2 separate regions of the Ovis aries genome follow, and region 1 is linked to region 2. Evidence: chromatin contacts called from public Hi-C data. All regions are on one chromosome and are shown on one strand. Each heading gives the region's core, a stretch centred on a gene start, on an enhancer-like site or on the middle of the called end of the contact. The rest is flanking DNA. Distances are from core to core; before and after follow the strand shown.

What was found. Hi-C and Micro-C count contacts between places; a contact is called where the count stands out from the background.
Region 1: a Hi-C map of liver shows a contact between it and region 2, with 3 times the contacts expected there. The contact joins the enhancer-like site here to the promoter of DHRS3 in region 2. A contact is called at or near these places in 4 of 16 Hi-C or Micro-C datasets (hypothalamus, liver, muscle and 1 more).

Annotation. Positions count from the first base shown.
Region 1 is chr12:40,632,392-40,636,367 of ARS-UI_Ramb_v3.0, forward strand. It overlaps VPS13D (vacuolar protein sorting 13 homolog D), which reads right to left. Exons shown (of 68, transcript XM_060396484.1): 40 at 575-677. Among named protein-coding and RNA genes, the nearest start is that of VPS13D, 100 kb to the right of the region's middle. Within about 2 kb of position 1,555, at least 25 of the 54 cell types and tissues checked have an H3K27ac peak or open chromatin away from gene starts, as enhancers often do. A contact at or near this core is called in hypothalamus and liver, where this site is marked.
Region 2 is chr12:40,372,605-40,376,389 of ARS-UI_Ramb_v3.0, forward strand. It overlaps DHRS3 (dehydrogenase/reductase 3), which reads left to right and starts at 2,282. Exons shown (of 5, transcript XM_060396480.1): 1 at 2,282-3,083. The coding sequence starts at 2,889. LOC132657510 (a long non-coding RNA gene) reads right to left here and starts at 1,783. Exons shown (of 2, transcript XR_009595821.1): 1 at 1,486-1,783.

The DNA of each region.
Region 1 (3,976 bases), core at 305-2,804, 260 kb after region 2:
AGGTGAACTCATTTGTTCTCCCAACTCTACCCAGTTCCACCTAGACTCAAGTGTGCTGCAGGTTTGGAAGATAATTCGGGGTAGAGGTGAGGGATGTGAGAGGTATTTTCAGGCAGTTTTGGAAGAAAAATGGGCAAAACATTTGATTTCATAATAGCATACAGCTTCTCTTAAAGGGGGAAGTAGAAATGAAGACCAAGGAGAAAGGATGGAGTGACTTTTCTTTCACATCCTTAAACTGCTCAACTTTTACTTTAAAAACAATGGATGCCAGGATCAAGATCACAGTTTGGATATTTCAGAGTCAAGATCTACTTCTCTGACTACAGACTCTATGTAAAACCAGAACCTCCATCATAAGTCTCAGCAAGACAGCACATTATTGATTCAAATGCAATGGATCCTAAGAGCCTCACGGAGGGCCCGCCTTGCTCTGCCGGGTTGGTACACAGGAGCCTGCGGTGATAGAGATGGCACCGGGTGACAGATCCCGTGTTCCTTACCTGGTGGGCGTGGTGGTCAGGAGCCTGCGGTGATAGAGATGGCACCGGGTGACAGATCCCGTGTTCCTTACCTGGTGGGCGTGGTGGTCAGGGTGGCAAACCACAAAGTACAGCCTGTATGATTCCTCAGAGCAAAAGGGACAAACGGCTGCCGGCGCTTAGGGGCTTTCATCTCTGCTGTGAGCAAACAGAAGGATGTTAGCGCACGCCCTGATCTGTGCAGCAGAGACCCTCCCCACACCTGGAGGCAGTGCCCACCATGGCCTCTTGTGCAGAGGCTGATAGTGGAGAGAAAAAAGAACGAAGCACCACAGGTGTGCTGACAGGCCAAGCAGGACATCTCCATGTACTCTGCCACCTACTATGAGATGACTCAGTCCCCCAACAACTGACTGTGACGGTTGACAAGTCTCACCTCACAATTCTCCCGTGATTCTTATGGGCCGTAACTCAGGAGAAGGCATTAGACCTAACACGGCTGGCATCAAGACAGACAGACATGAACCTCCACTGCTTCCAAGAAAGCCATTCTAAATGGATAACCTGAACTGCAGCAAGACAGAACACGTGTACTTGTATCACTTTGTCCAAAACACTTGTACTTTCAGGAAGCTCTCTTCTGTATAACAGTTACCCTTGAGTCATACTAAGCACATTTATAAAAAAATAAAAACATCCTTTCCTGTTCTCTTACATATGCAGTTGTGGGCTTTCCTCTCTGGAAGTTCAAAAAGATAACTATCCCAAAGCTATTTAAGTGAAGTTTTTAGCTCATTTTTCTGGCACAGATATCCTCACCATCTGTATTAGGCAGGTTCTATGGAGATGCCAAGAGGAACACAAAATATGGTTTCCTTCACAAAGCAGCTTCTAATTGGGGAAACTGGAGAGAAACACTGATCCATATGAGCCAATTCTAGGGGGAGCTGGACCTGATGATGAACACTGGAAACAGACTGAGGAAGGCTCTCCGGTGCCCTTGCGGCCTGCTGCGCACTCCTGGGAGCACAGGCCCTGGCTCCTACTGGGGCCTGTGCTCCCTCTACTGGCCGCACGAAGAAAGAGCGAAGTGGGAGCAGGAACTACGAAGGCAGCAGCAGCCCAGGAGCCTCCAGGCTGACGTGCTCAGCAACACACACCCGGCCTACAAAAACCGGCGAGGCCCAGTCTTACTCTGTTCTGGTTTTAAAGCACAAAGACAGCCCTCGGAAGACCAGGATCCAAGTGGTCTGCAGCTGTGGAGAAAATGACAGCTGGAGGTGCCTGCAGTTGCCGGCTGAGAAGACTACAGCAAAATTCAATTCATCTTCTAGGACCATGTGTTTCCGGCCAGCAAAATCAAGAAGGCCAACCCCACCAAAGCCTGCCTTTCCCACCTCTCGCGTACGGCACAGGGGCAGTAGGGTTAAGTCAGTGTCACATCTTCTGAAAAGTAACTACTGTTTCCTTTTCCCTTTGTAGCTTCTCAAGTTTTCAGAAGTTAGTGCTCTACACACGCCACAACAAGCCATTTCAGGTTAAGACAAGTTCTGTTCTGGTAAGAACGGCTCAGGGGAGTCTAAGTTAAGTGAGTAGGCTCCAGCGTGTTCCCACAACTTAGTGGTTAGCTTTTTAGAGACACCCCAAATGCATCTAAATATAATCTCCACCTAGAATATGCTCATTTCTCATCCCAATGGCCTCACTTAGTTCCCAAGGCTTGATTTAAAAAAAAAAAAAATCAAGTGTTCAACAAGTTGAAAATTAAGGAGTAGCTGTGAGGCTGCTGACAAGAGCAGAGGGGGAGTAAAAAATTTAAGAGCTGTCAGCAGGGTAAACAGTACTCACTGTGGCACCTTGAAAGGAACCTCCCTCTCCTTGAGCCAGAGAGCAGCTTTACTGAAGGAGATAAAGGGCCCAGGAGGAAAAGAAGCCAGATGTGCTTTCATATCCCACTGTGAGCCAGACGCTAAGTTTCCATTTGCAAATTAGATTTAAAAAGAACAGGTGGCAAATAGCTTTGATCACACTGTAACATGGAATAAAGTGCTAGGAACCCATATAAAGGTATTCACGAGTATATGGCTGTGAAATTAAATAGCCTAGGTAGGCACACTGCTAAGGTCCCCAAGCTGATTGTGTGGATTGCACATACCCGCAGAGACTTCAACAGCCTGCCTCACTGAGGATAAAAATACGTGGAGAGGCTCACAAGTCTAAACTCACAGGGGAAGGAGCGGACATCTTCCACACTTAGAGTCCAGATCAGCTGTGTACCTGGCTTGGGCATAGCGCCACAGGACAAAAGCCCCCCTCTTTGGGGGGCTCACCAAAGAGAACAGGATTCCCTGGTGGCCTCAGAAACCTCCTTTGGTGACCAGACCTAATTGGTTCACAGGCTGAAAGAACCCCAAGCTCCTCACGTCCACGTTTAGTTTAAATAGCTCCAGCTGAGGCAATGTCTGCCCTGTGGACCTGATCCCCAGGGAAATGTGACCATTATACACAGTGCAGGTTCTAATGCTCTGTATGCAGCTCAGCCTATGAGAAAGGACCTGGCTTGTAAATCATGAGAAATAAAGTCCCAGGCCTCTCATGTGAATGGAGGCAAATTACTTAGTCTCTCTGAGCTTTTGTCCCCATGGACTACACAGGAATAATGCTCTGCTTAGCCCAAAAGATGAAATAACAGATAAAGAAAAACTTAGAAGTATAAATTCATGAAACAATGAAGAATCAAGCCTGGGCTTTGGGAGCCCTCTTCACGAACATCAATCCTAGCAAAACCTTTCAGGAAAAAATCATAGTACTGCCCTCATTTACTAATATCCCTGTTCTGAACTCCTAGTAGATGAAGCTCAAAAGGTATATTTTTACAAAATACACTATGACCCAGGATCTGGTGGTGGTAGCCAAGGACAAACATAAATCATTCACATTAAACTGCACTCCTTCACACAAAAGAAGAACTGAACATTTTGGGATTCTAATTCCTTGAAGTTTATGATGTCTGCCTCTCATATTTACTTACCAGTCAAATTCTCAAGAACCCTTAAAGGATCAGAGATAGAAACAAAGAACATTCTTTTTTCTACCTCCTAAGAACCTCAATTCATTTCTAAGGAAATTAAGTTTTTTGTCTAAGCAATTATTTGCTGGAAATTTTTTTCTGAGCTCCATTCCTGATCATCATAGCTCCTACTCCACACCGCCCTTTGCATTACCATGAGAATAAACATTCACAGAGTAGCCTATAAACAAAGACTTGCTGCAGGGCTTGATGGAGGACAGTTGTCTTGATTTTCAGTATAGACCTCACCTCTAACTGACACTGGATGTTTCTGCATCATACACTGTGGAGTTGATTTCATTTCCACTAAAGGTTAAAAAGCAGACGCAAGAGACAGAATAAGAATCAGCGTGTCACTTCCTTCTAATACAAGACGGCACTTTGTCCATTAGTTGGAAATGATCTTTCCTGTTACTCAAACAAA
Region 2 (3,785 bases), core at 1,032-3,531:
TAGGTGGGAGAAAAGCCTGGAAGGAAAAGGATGGCTGGTAGGGTAGCAGGAACACTGGAGGCTGGAGACTTGGGCAGCTTGGAGGCGCAGTATCACACCCACACCACTAGGCGGCGTCGAGGATAACAGATGAGAACAGGCTGCGCGCAGGGGTTTCAGCGCCAGACTTTCCCAGTTGTCTTGGCAGGCCCCGCAGACACCCGCCACCGCTGGGTGGGGAGAGCCTCTCCAGGGCTGGGATTTCTTTCCCATTTTTACAGGCCTCCTAGGTGGGAGGAGGCCGTCATGTGGACCAAGTCCTGCCTTTAGCTGTGGCCTGGGAGTCTAGGAAGGCAATGGCCTGTCTTGGGGTCCTATTTTTGGAGGGTTGGATGGAGGCAGGAGGGAGCCTGGTCCTCTCCTCCTGCCAGAATAGGGTGGGGTGGGATGGGGTAGGAAAAGGAATCATATCTGGATCTGGAGCCATCCCTCCTGCACTACCTGGCAGACTGGGATAATGATACCCCCCCCTTGCAAGGTCAGTGGGAGGCTTCAGTTTCAGAATCGAAGCCCTCAGTCTAGGATAGTCTGTCATCCAGCCACGCTCTTCCTACCCCTTTTTGCTCTTCCAGCGGGTGACATAATGACTTCCCAAATTCACCTAGAAGGAAGATCCACGCGGCCAGAAGTTTTCTCCAAAGCTACAGGGTCTTTGCAGCCCAGGGAGGAGTTAAACCCCCAGCCACCCCCTCCCCAAACCAGCTTTTCTCAAAGTGACATTCTCCCCGGATCCTCAGCAGATCATTAAACGGTACTGATTCGAACAAGCCTCTCGCTGGAGAAGCGCTGGCCCAGATTACAGGGCAAGCTCCCTGGCTCATCCTCTCTTCCTCCAGGCCTGGGACCATCAGGGGCAGCAGGAGGCAAGTCCGATCAGTGATTTTCACTGGCGCTGCTTTTTCGTGACTCACCTCCCAGACTTTTTCTGCAACAGACAACTCTAAATAGCTGGGTCCCACCCTCCGGCAGGGGAGACATTCTCGTTGGGAGAAAGCAAGAGGTTACAAGGTGGGCCCAACCCCACCCCGCGGAGGGCAGCCCAGGGAGACCCAAAGAGAGAAGTCCGCCTGCACAGGATGGGGAGGGGTAGGGGCAGGGGCTTGTGGGGGGGGGAACGGGGGGGGGGGGTCAGGTTTAGCAAGTTTTGTTTACAGGAGTTTGTTAAGGAAATTGCTGTCAGTCAAGGTAATTCTAGCCCAGATGAGCAATAAATACGCTCCCAGCTAATCTTATGGGGATTTTATTGACACCTCGGGGGCAGAGGTTCCCTTACCCTGCCCACCCCCACCCCTCAAAGCAAAACCTTGCTCCCCAGCGGTTCCCCGTCGCTCCCCCCGCTCCCCCGGCCCTTACAACACGAGGGACTCGGGTTAGACTTAGAAAGTGCTCTCTAAGTGAAGACAGGAGGCTTCTGAGTAAGGGTCAGAAGTGGCTTCCTGGTCCTACCTGGAGGCAGGGGACGATCAAATGACCTGATATAAACCCTGGGCGACCTGATGGAACAAGGCGAGCGTAAGCTCCCCCGTGGCTGCCCGGCAGGCACACACCGGAGGTCACCTGGCCTGCAGGCTTCCCTGCTCAGGCAGACCGAGCCCCAGGCCAGAAGGCATGCTTCGAGGAGGGAGCCGGTTCGCTGGAGTCGGTTCCAGCGTGTGCGAGTTACTGTGGCGAGCCCTCAGGGACACAGCCGGCAAGCCCCTGCTTGCAGCTAGGGGAGCCGGCCTGGGGAGAGCGGTGTCTCTGCGAGCCCGTGTGCGCGCCCGGGCGCGCACCCCGCCACTGCGCAGGGGGAGGGGAGCCCGCGGCAGCCACTCAGAGGAACCATAGCGAAGCCTCAGAACAACTTTAACTGTCAATCAGACTTAATGGGGTATTATAAAAAAAAAAAATGGGGGGGAAAAAGGGCAGCCCTCTCGTTCTGAGCCGCGGCTGTCCCAGGAGCGAACGGATAAGGCGGCGTAGACTCAGTCGTCCGATCCACTCGCGCTCCGCACCCGGGCCCTCTCCAAGTTGGAAAGGACAAAAAGAAGGCAATAAATGCTAACAAGGGAGAGAGAGGGAGCCGGATCGAGCGGCAACTCCCAGCCTCCGCTGGAAGAGAGAGGGAGGGAGGGAGCCGGAGAGAGCGGGCGCGCGCGAGGGCGAGCCATGCACGGAAAGAAACTGACACCCGGACCCCCCACTTCTCCTGCACGTTGCTGGCAATCAGATCGCGTTTAAGCAATTTCCTGAGCCCAAGAATAGCAATGAGTCTGGAGACTTTCGCGGGCTGAAATTGGGAGCTCCAAGCACTTTTCCCCCCTACTTTCTTTTTTTTTTTTTTTCCTGGAAAAGGGGTTGGGGGGGCGCTACAATTTGGAAACGTGTTGTTTTTTTTTTTTTTTAATCTTGCACTTTGAAACCGCGGGACTGTAGCAGGGTGCGCGCGTGTGGTTGGTGCCTCTTTTTTTTTTTTTTTTTTTTTTTCTTCCCCTGCCTGAACTCCTCTGTCAGCCTGTAAACATTACCTGAGAATTCCCCAGCCGAAACGGCTGGCTGCCGGGGCAAGAAAGTTCTTGTTAGAACTTTCCACCTCTGGCTTCCCCTCCACCCCTCTTACTGTCCCAACCTTCGGAGACGCTTTTTCTCCTCCGGAGGATTTATCTTTTTTTTTTTTTCTCTCCCCCCTCTTTTTCTCACCGGGTACTTGCTTTGCATTTGGGAAGAGGTGATTTCAAGAGTGGCCAGGTGGGACGCCTCTCTGCCCCCTTATTCGGTTTATTACTGTTTGGGGGTGTTTTCTTTTTTAAGTCCTGTTTTGTTCGGTCCGGGGAGTTTGGCCCCCGCCGCCCGGCCCCGCGGCGCGGAGGATGGTGTGGAAACGGCTGGGCGCGCTGGTGGTGTTCCCTCTGCAGATGATCTATCTGGTGGTGAAGGCTGCGGTCGGACTCCTGTTGCCCGCCAAGCTGCGGGACCTGTCCCGGGAGAACGTCCTCATCACCGGCGGCGGGAGAGGCATCGGGCGCCAGCTAGCTCGCGAGTTCGCGGAGCGCGGCGCCAGAAAGGTACCGGGGCCCCGCGAATCCAGAGTGGTGGGGGCTGGAGGCGAGGGGGGCCCAGGGGACAGGGGGTGCGCCCACCTGCTGCCGCTGCCGGAACCCGCGCCCAGGGTCTGAAAGTCGCCGGCCACCCTACTTCTCTGCGCCACCCGCGAGTGCTGAGCTAGTTAGTTTCACCTTGTACATTTCCCGGGCAGCCGACTGTCTGTCTTTTTTGGCAGGTCCGGAGCTGCCCCTCTCCTTTGGGATCTGTGGCTGGCTGTTCACCCCCACCTCGAAACTTAGCAGACCCACCCATTTCCCACATTCTTCCCTCCCAAAGGAAGGTGTTGCGTTTTTTCCTCCCCTCGCTTTCCCTCTTTGCCGCCACCCTGGTAAGGCAGGGTGTGTGCGCTCCTGAGTAGAGCGGGGAGCCGCCTGCTAGCTGGCGCTTCGTATTTTCCTTGGCAACCCGCTTCCCAGCCCCAACCTGGACGGCTGGGGCTCTGGAAGCTGGGAAAGAGGGGGTACTCGGTGTGGTTTGAAAAGCGGGAAGCGGTGGTGGATCTCTAGCCTAGCCTGATAGGCACTCGGAAGCCAGGTGTTCCGAAATCTAGAGAGAGGGGACAGGCTAACCAGCAGCTGATCAAGAGTCCTCATTCTCGTTTCAGTGCTGCCTCCGCATACCACCCCCCCACCCCCACCCAAATACAGCCCGGGAGGGGATCC